2 separate regions of the Bos taurus genome follow, and region 1 is linked to region 2. A link is a contact called in public Hi-C data. All regions are on one chromosome and are shown on one strand. The core of a region is the stretch at or near the end of the contact, and the rest is flanking DNA. Distances in the headings are between cores, read along the strand shown. Region 1 has its middle 38 kb from the start of MEF2D. Region 2 holds the start of MEF2D (myocyte enhancer factor 2D).

What was found. Hi-C and Micro-C count contacts between places; a contact is called where the count stands out from the background.
Region 1: a contact with region 2 is called in a Hi-C map of skeletal muscle, with 2.6 times the contacts expected there. The contact joins the enhancer-like site here to the promoter of MEF2D in region 2. A contact is called at or near these places in 2 of 11 Hi-C or Micro-C datasets (liver and skeletal muscle).

The regions. Positions count from the first base shown.
Region 1 is chr3:14,365,452-14,369,804 of ARS-UCD2.0, forward strand. No RefSeq gene overlaps it. Among named protein-coding and RNA genes, the nearest start is that of MEF2D, 38 kb to the left of the region's middle. Within about 2 kb of position 1,735, at least 83 of the 102 cell types and tissues checked have an H3K27ac peak or open chromatin away from gene starts, as enhancers often do. A contact at or near this core is called in liver and skeletal muscle, where this site is marked.
Region 2 is chr3:14,327,577-14,331,769 of ARS-UCD2.0, forward strand. MEF2D (myocyte enhancer factor 2D) reads left to right here and starts at 1,841. Exons shown (of 11, transcript NM_001205178.2): 1 at 1,841-2,121. It overlaps LOC132344829 (a long non-coding RNA gene), which reads right to left and starts at 1,749. Exons shown (of 2, transcript XR_009493848.1): 1 at 1-1,749.

The DNA.
Region 1 (4,353 bases), core at 485-2,984, 38 kb after region 2:
ACTGCCCAGGGGTAACTGCGGGGTCAGGTGTGGCAGACCCAGTGCAACCCTAGAGGTCATTGGTTTTCTTTTGATAAGGGAAGATGACACTTCTTTACTAGCTACCTAGTGGATATTCAGAAGGAACTACCTGGATGGATGAAGCCAGGGCTCAGGACAAGGGCTAGGCCAGAGGCAAAAGAAGCCTGTGAGACATGAGCCTAAAGAGTACCTTAACTTCTACATGACTCAAGTCACTTTATGTGTAAAATGGGTTGCTGTGAGATTTAAATAAATATTACACATGAAGCACTTAAGACCCGTTTCTGATCCATAATAAGTGCTCTGTCAGTGTTATGTTTATTACTGCCACCTGTAAAGACATGAAAATAGATGAGCTTACTTGGGTAAGAAGAGTTTCTATGGAGGAAAAAAAAAAAATCCTGTTCTACAATCCTTATTTCTTTGAAAACTTTCCTATCATTCAAGCTTTTACTCCTACAATTTTCCTTCCATTAACCTTTTGCTGATTTCCCCCATCCTACCCAGCTGCCTATGTTCTTGTCTTATGAATTGTCTTAGGAATCTGCCCCTTCTTTATAGCTCCTACCACATTACCTGAAACTGTAGGTAGTAGTTTCTATTTTCTCTCTATAACTGGACTGAAAGCGCCTCTTAAAAATTTATTGCCTCACCCATTTTTGTGTCTGGCTCAGTGCCTGGCACAGAGTATGTGTTCAGTCAGATAAAATGAGATAATGCATGTGAAAGTGCACTTCATAAACTGTAGTGCTACCAACTACAAAGGATTTTTTTTTTCCCCTGAAGGGCGTGGTGACTTTCTGCAGCTTTTCTACTTTCCAGCACCAGACCCAGTGGGGCCAAGGAATGTAGATTCGTTTCTTCTAGTTATCACTCCACTTTAGAATGAGAACCCAGTGGGCTCCTGCCCCTCTTTGGGTGACTCTTGGGAGGTGGGAAGCAGAGGGTGGTATCTGTTCCAGCCAAGGACATCAAGCAGTTCCCTGTAGCTCATGTTCTTGTGACTCACCCCTCAGTCCCATGGGCTGAGTAACTTTTCCAGCCTTGTGATTGTGGAAACTTGTTTCAGGAACAGCAAGCGGATGGGTAAGGCGACCCCACCCCAGGCTCTGAAGCGATTCCTACCGAGCCCATAGAGATTGCTTGTTTCTGATTCCAAACTTAAAGTCATTCGGTGTCACTGCCAGTCTAAGGGGCACGTCCAGTCCCCTGCTCTATTTCACAGCTGGTAAGCCCTAGTCCCAAAAGTAAAAAAAAAAAAAAAAAAAAACCCGGCTCTCAAGTTCTTTCCACAGCGCCTCACGCAGTTCCCAGGTATAAATCGCTTGAGCCCAGGCTTTATTCGGCTTCCAGTTGGGCTGATTTGCGTTTACCCCCGCCCCCTTTGCTTTGTACTCGTTTCCACGTGTTTACAGCTCCTTGGCCTCACTCGGGCAGTTTGGCCTCTAGTAAAGTGAGGTAACCGCCTTCGCAGCGTGGCTGCACAGAGTCACTCCCATTTACTGCGCATCAGCCGCCACGTGCCAAATAAAAGCTGGTGACGACGCCCGAGGACCCAAAAGGGAAGAGGAAGGGGAAGGACTCCGCCTATAGGGAGGTCACGCGCCCGCCAAACCCCCGCCATCACGTGACCGTGGCGCCAGTCCTCACAGCCCTCAGCTGGGAGCGGAGGCTGGCCCTGGCGCCTAGGTGCCCAATCCCTGCGCTGCCAGCCAGTGCTGGGTGGGACCATGAAGTGATTCAGGATTAGGGAAGAGGAGAATCTCCATCTAAGGCGAAGGTGAAGAAGGGAGGGACGAAGCAATAAGGCACTTGTTTAACCTGTCCCACTGGGCTGTAAGTTCCCATGGAGGCAGCGATCGCCGTTCCAAAGGGCCTCGGGCAGCGTGTGGCATACAGTCGGTGCTCAACAAATGACTAGCAACTACCCCTCGGATGCTGCCGGAAGCTGCGCTGTCCCTGTCTCCCTTTACACCGACTCCCTCATTCACCCACGCCAAGGCAGTCATTTGGCAGCGGGTGACCCAAGTTTACTGCCCGGGCCCAGGCACTCCTCAAACAGTTCGTACACACCGGCATGGGTGCGGACAAAGACTCAAATCCACTCCTAGGCCCCGCCTCCACCGAAGGGCGGGAAGTGGGTTTTGAGGCTCACTCCATTGGCTCGTCCAATGACGGATGGGGCTGTTAGCCAGCCGCAGCCTAGACAAGACGCATGCGTACACAAAAGATTCAGCCCCTGTAAGGGAAAAACCCCAAGCGGAGCGAGCCAATTTTGGCTGGGTCTCATCAGAACCTCGACGAAGAGATGCGCAGGCGTGAATTTAACTGCCTGTCGTCTTGCCCAGTTCGAGGGGAAGGGAGCGCCCTCTGGCCGTTTTCCCGGATGTTTAGCCTCCGTCTGCAGTTTGGCCAGATCTGGCACTACCTGGAGGATCCCGAAGAAAGGAAGAATCCAGGTCCCTGCCCTCGGGGGTGACACGGCCGTCCCCAAACAGCCAGGGAGCCCTGTTTGTAGAGGCCCTTCTGGAAACTGGGGGCCAACAGTGATGTCAATATTAATTTGACCAAAGCGAAGTTTACCAAGACCATTGTTTCCACTGTCTCAGGAGTTCCTCACAAAACAAACACAAACAAAACCCCCTCCAGTTAGCTTAAAGAAAGAAGTGGAGGCTCAGGAAGGCGAAGGGATGAGGCCGAGGACACTGCCTTATGAGGGTGACACCGGGACTGAAACCCAGACCCACCCATACAGTACTCTCCTACCATGATAAGGCACCTCCCTGCTCTCCAAGGAATTTATGTCTAGTTGAGATGATGCCACTTAAGATATAGGAAAAGTGATGGTACAATTTCAATCCATTTTAAAAACAGTGACTACTAGAGGCGTTCAGAGTGGGAAAGGTGAGGCTGCATCAAGGAGATGAACTTCAAAGTATGTATAATTAGAAGTATGTATAATTGACTAAATCTTAAGAACTGTGAAAAGAAGAGAAGCGAAAAGCAAAGGAGAAAAGGAAAGATATTCCCATTTGAATGCAGAGTTCCCAAGAATAGCAAGGAGAGATAAGAAAGCCTTCCTCAGTGATCAAAGCAAAGAAATAGAGGAAAACAACAGAATGGGAAAGACTAGAGATCTCTTCCGGAGAAGGCAATGGCACCCCACTCCAGTACTCTTGCCTGGAAAATCCCATGGACAGAGGAGCCTGGAAGGCTGCAGTCCATAGGGTCGCTGAGGGTTGGACAGGACTGAGCGACTTCACTTTCACTTTTCACTTTCATGCATTGGAGAAGGAAATGGCAACCCACTCCAGTGTTCTTGCCTGGAGAATCCCAGGGATGGGGGAACCTGGTGGGCTGCCATCTATGGGGTCGCACAGAGTCAGACACTACTGAAGTGACTTAGTAGTAGTAGTAGTAGTAGTAGTAGTAGTAGTAGTAGTAGAGATCTCTTCAAGAAAATTAGAGATACCAAGGGAACATTTCATGCAAAGATGGGCTCAATAAAGGACAGAATGGCATGGACCTAACAGAAGTGGAAGATATTAAGAAGAGGTGGCAAGAATACACAGAACTATACAAAAAAGATCTTCATGACCCAGATAATCATGATGGTGTGATCACTCACCTAGAACCAGACACCCTGGTATGTGAAGTCAAGCGGGCCTTAGGAAGCATCACTATGAACAGAGCTAGTGGAGGTGATGGAATTCCAGTTGAGCTCTTTCAAATCCTAAAAGATGATGCTGTGAAAGTGCTGCACTCAATATGCCAGCAAGTTTGGAAAACTCAGCAGTGGCCACAGGACTGGAAAAGGTCAGTTTTCATTCCAGTCCCAAAGAAAGGAATGCCAAGAAATGCTCAAACTACTACCACACAATTGCACTCATCTCACACGCTACTAAAGTAATGCTCAAAATTCTCCAAGCCAGGCTTCAGCAATATGTGAACCGTGAACTTCCACATGTTCAAGCTGGACTTAGAAAAGGCAGAGGAACCAGAGATCAAGTTGCCAACATCCTCTGGATCATCAAAAAAGCAAGAGAGTTCCAGAAAAACATCTATTTCTGCTTTATTGACTATGCCAAAGCCTTTGACTGTGTGAATCACAATAAACTATGGAAAATTCTGAAAGAGATGGGAATACCAGACCACCTGACCTGCCTCTTGAGAAACCTGTATGCAGGTCAGGAAGCAACAGTTAGAACTGGATGTGGAACAACAGACTGGTTCCAAATAGGAAAAGGAGTTCGTCAAGGCTGTATATTGTCACCCTGCTTATTTAACTTCTATGCAGAGTACATCATGAGGAACACTGAGCTGGAAGAAGCA
Region 2 (4,193 bases), core at 591-3,090:
TGGGGGGGTGGGGGGGCACTTTCCCATCGTGCTATTGCCACAGCCCCAAACCTGGCACAAGGCTCTGTTCTTCTCAGAGTCCTTGGGGACCAGGCAGATGGGCTCCCCCTGCTTACCCTGAGGTCCTTCAGGTAAGCCAGCTGTGCCTGATAGGGAAGACAGACATCTTCTGGTGCTGGGGCCCCAACTCCTAAATCTAATGGGGAACTAAGAAGCCACTTTTGGGGTCAAAATGGGACAGTTTAAATCAGGTTTCCAGAAGGAGCGGTCAGGTGGAAGAGACAGAAACCAAGGCCAAGGAAATAGCCTGCTGGCTTCCTGTCTTAAAACATAGACAAGCCTCCAACCTATTTGCAAAGCAATTCCACTGAACTTGCCTCCTCCGAGGCTCCTGTGGGATAATGGGCCTAACGGGGTCTTGCCCTTGAGTTTATTATAAAGCAGCATGGGCTATCATTCAAAGCAATCTACTTGTATGTACTAATTTAATCTTCACACCAACTTATGAGTTAGGTACTATTATCATCATCTCTATTTTACCCATGGGGTACAGGGAAGTTAAGTAATGTGCCTGTGTTCCAGTTAATAAATGGTGGAATAAGGATTTGAACCAAGATAGCTTGACTCCCCCAAAGTTGATGCCTCTAATCACCATAACATGCAGCCCCTTTCAGGGATATATTTGTCTTAGCAACCCTTAACCTAGAATTGACTCTTTGTCCAGTAAATCAGACCCAGTAGAAATCAGAGTATGTGAAGAACTGAGTGCCCTTCTGTTCTGCAAGGTTCTTTGAGATCTAAGCCAGATTCCATCATTTCGTCAAGCTCAAGGTAGGAAGCTGACATTGGAGTAACGGGGAGTAAGTCTGACAGGGTCAGTTGTCCAGTACACATGGCACCCACACTCCTGTTGCAAGGCAGGAGAGGATTCACCACACCCTGGAGCAAACAGGAATTATAAACTTTTTAAAACAGCTACTACTGCTTCTTTAATAAGATGCTTTTGGGCGTTTCCTGTGCTGGGGGAAATTAAGGTCACACCCCTTTAAATTGCCCCCTCGGCTGTAAGTGCTCTGGGGCCGCAGGCACCCGGGATTAGGTCACCCAGGAACTATGAGCTGTCGCTTTAAATTGCTGGGCGTCAGCCGGGTCCCGGGAAGGGAGGGGGCCTGTCACAGGTAGAGGGAGCAAACGAGCTCCCCAGGTAACCCCCTAGAAATGCACCTGTCTCTTTAAGTGGGGCTTCGGCACCACCCTAAGTGAGAGAGATGGAATTTTCTCAACACCTAGCATCTACCCTAAATTTATCTACTAAGACTCCCACCTCCAACTCTCTCGGAGCTTGGGGGTTGGGGGAGTTGTCGATATAGCTTGAGAGCATGGGAGAGTATACGCGGAGTCCGCTGAACCTCCCCGGAAAGGACCTCCTCAAGCGCATGGTGGCAGCAGTGCTAGGCAGCCGTCCCGCCGGCTAAAGCCGGCACCACGGGCACGGGCTGATCCCTTTAGAGGCCTCTGAGTCTTGCCCCCCCACTTTGTCTTGCTCTGTCGCTTCCTCCCTCCCTCCCTCCCTCCCGGCAGGCGGAGGGATCTGCCGCTGCCGGCGCCGCAGCCTAGCTTGGAAGGGCGGTGGGGTGGGGGCCGACCCTGCCCGGCCCGGCCGGCCCGAGGGAAGCGAGGGGCGGGGCCGCGTCTCCGGGACCGCCCCTACTCCGGCCCCGCCCCTCCGCCCCCACGGGTTCCTCCCATTGGCCCCCCCGCCTGTCCATCACCCCCGTTCCCCCACCCCTCAAGCTAGGCTGAGCTGTGCCTACGTCGGCCTCGACTCCCGGGGGCTGGAGGAGTTACCTTTGGAGCCTGAAAGGAGGAAGGAAGCAAAATATCAACAACAGCCGAGGCGGCTCGGGCGGTCGGCTCCGGTCCCCCGTCTGCCTGCCCGCTCGCGCGCCCACGACGGGGGCCCAGGCCCCCCGGCGCCGCCCAGGGCCCGCGCGGACGCCGTCCTCACTAATTATTCCCCCTGCCCGGAGCTGCGGCTTCCAGGTGCTGAAGAGCCCCGGGACTAGGGGCGAGAGCTACCCCCTCCCAGCCGTGACATCCTCCCTTCCCCCAGCGGGGCCGGTGAGTAAAGAAAAATAATGCGCCTGCCGCTTTAAGAGGCCCCCTCCCCCACCCCGTCCTGAGGTTGGGGTGGAGGGTGGTCTAGACCGTCCCCCTGAGAGGTGGGATGGGGTGGCCTCCTGGGCTGGGAGGAACTCGCGGAGCGGGCTCTTTTCGTGTGGCGTTGGTGGGAGATTACATGGGGGACTGTTTGGGTGAGGGAGTCGGCTGACGGGGACAAGTAGAGTGGGCTGTAATTCCCTTGGGTGTTGGGATCGGGGTGGGGACGGACGGCTTGGGGGCGCGCCGGTCTGTTGGTGTCCCGGGGTTACGGCGGACCCCCCAGTGGTCTGGGAAGGGGCGCCATCCTCAGAAGGGGTCTCCGGTGACAGCCAGGAGCGACTGACATTTTAACAGCCGGCCCTCCCTCCCTCTCCCTCCTCGCGCCGCCTGTTCCCTCCTCCTTGGCCCGAAATGGTGCAGAAGGGGGCCTGGGAGGGCGGCGGGAGGGTGGGGGCGGGGGGAGCCGCAGCTGTTTGGGAAGCGGGGGAGGGAGGGGGGATGTTGTTCAGATGACACCAGGGTGGTGGGTTGGGGTGTGTGAGTGTGAGTGTGTGTGTGTGTGTGTCCGGGGCCCGGGCTTGCCCGGTGCCTGTGGAGTTGGGACGCGGAGTCACCGCGGAGGTGGCCAGGCAGGGCCTTTCCTTGGGACCTCCTCGCCCTCTCCTCCCGAGACCCCTGATCTGGTTTGTCAGTAGACCCAACTGGAGAACCCCCGGCCAGAAGTTTGCAGCTGTTCAACATCTGGGCGAGAGTTCTCCAGTCGCTTTCTTCACCTATGGCAGGCTGAGCTGGGCTGGGAGTGGGGGGTCTAGTGAGTGTTGGGGGGCTTTTGGGGACGGAGAGCCAAGGAGACTGAGATGCATCTAGTCTTTTACTCCAGTGCCAGCCCCTTTCCTGTCTGGTTTGGTCTTACAGGCAGGGTCTCCTTTCCCCTAGTGATTCAAGCTAATCTCTCAAAGGCCTCCTGAGGTCTCTCCCTAATGAAAGGAGGGCTCCTGAGTGTGGGCACCCTTGGAACCACTGACTTAGGTTATCCCAGGTTTGTCCTTTGAGTGGGAGGCTTTCTCTGCCTCTTTTTAAGCAGCTCATTGTTGGTGGGTTGGGGGAGGGTACAGTGGGTGGATCCTGTGTCCCCCTTTTCAGTGCCCAGCCCCCTTTTGAGGTCTCTGTAGCCTTGGTTTCTTTGGTTTGGGTGAGTGGTCCTCCCCACCCCTTCCCCCCATTCCCTCTGTGGGTCTTCTAGGCAATTCAGGGCCCAGCCTGGACTATGGGAAGTTTAACGTCTGGGGTGGTGACCTTGGGCTGCTCTGGCCTCCAGATAGCAGGGGAGCCCAGGCCAGCAGGAGATTGGGTGTTTTGAAGTTAGGGAGCTGTCCACCTCCCACTCCCCTCCAAACCCCCAACAGGGAAGTCTTAGTAGTCAAGGAGAGTGTTGAAAAAAGCACATGTCAGTGTTCACAGATGTCCACCCTCCTGTGGCCGCCGGGTCACACCCGCCCCAGGACTTAGCCTGGCTGTCCCAGCTCCCACGGCATGCCTGGGAATGAATTTCCTTCCTGTGGTTTCCCAGTGTGTTGGGCAGAAGATGGGGGTGGGGTGGGATCAGTGTGAAGGTGGCTGAGTACCCGTTTGTATAGAGTGACTGGGGAATCACTGGAGTTCATGTGTAAGTCTTTCCCCACTTTGCCCAGCAGACATATGGACCCTTGGGTCTCAGTGGTCATACTCTCTTTGTTGTAACTTCCATGCCACCCCTCTCCCAACACTACCAGTAGGTGTTTGTAAATTTGTGTGTGTGTACATTTGTAAAGGGAAGGGTTTCTGATTTCTCTGTGGGAATGGGGAGCTTTTACTTACACTCCTTTAGAGGCCAGAGAGGTTGTTTTTTAAATCTGAGGTCACACAGCAAGTCTGTGTCAGTGCCTTAGTCCAGCCACCACTCTCAGGCATGGCTTCATAGCAGGGAGAGACCTCAGGAAGGAGGACTCGGTCCTTCCCCTTGGAGGCCCTGGTCCAAGGGGAGAAGCAGG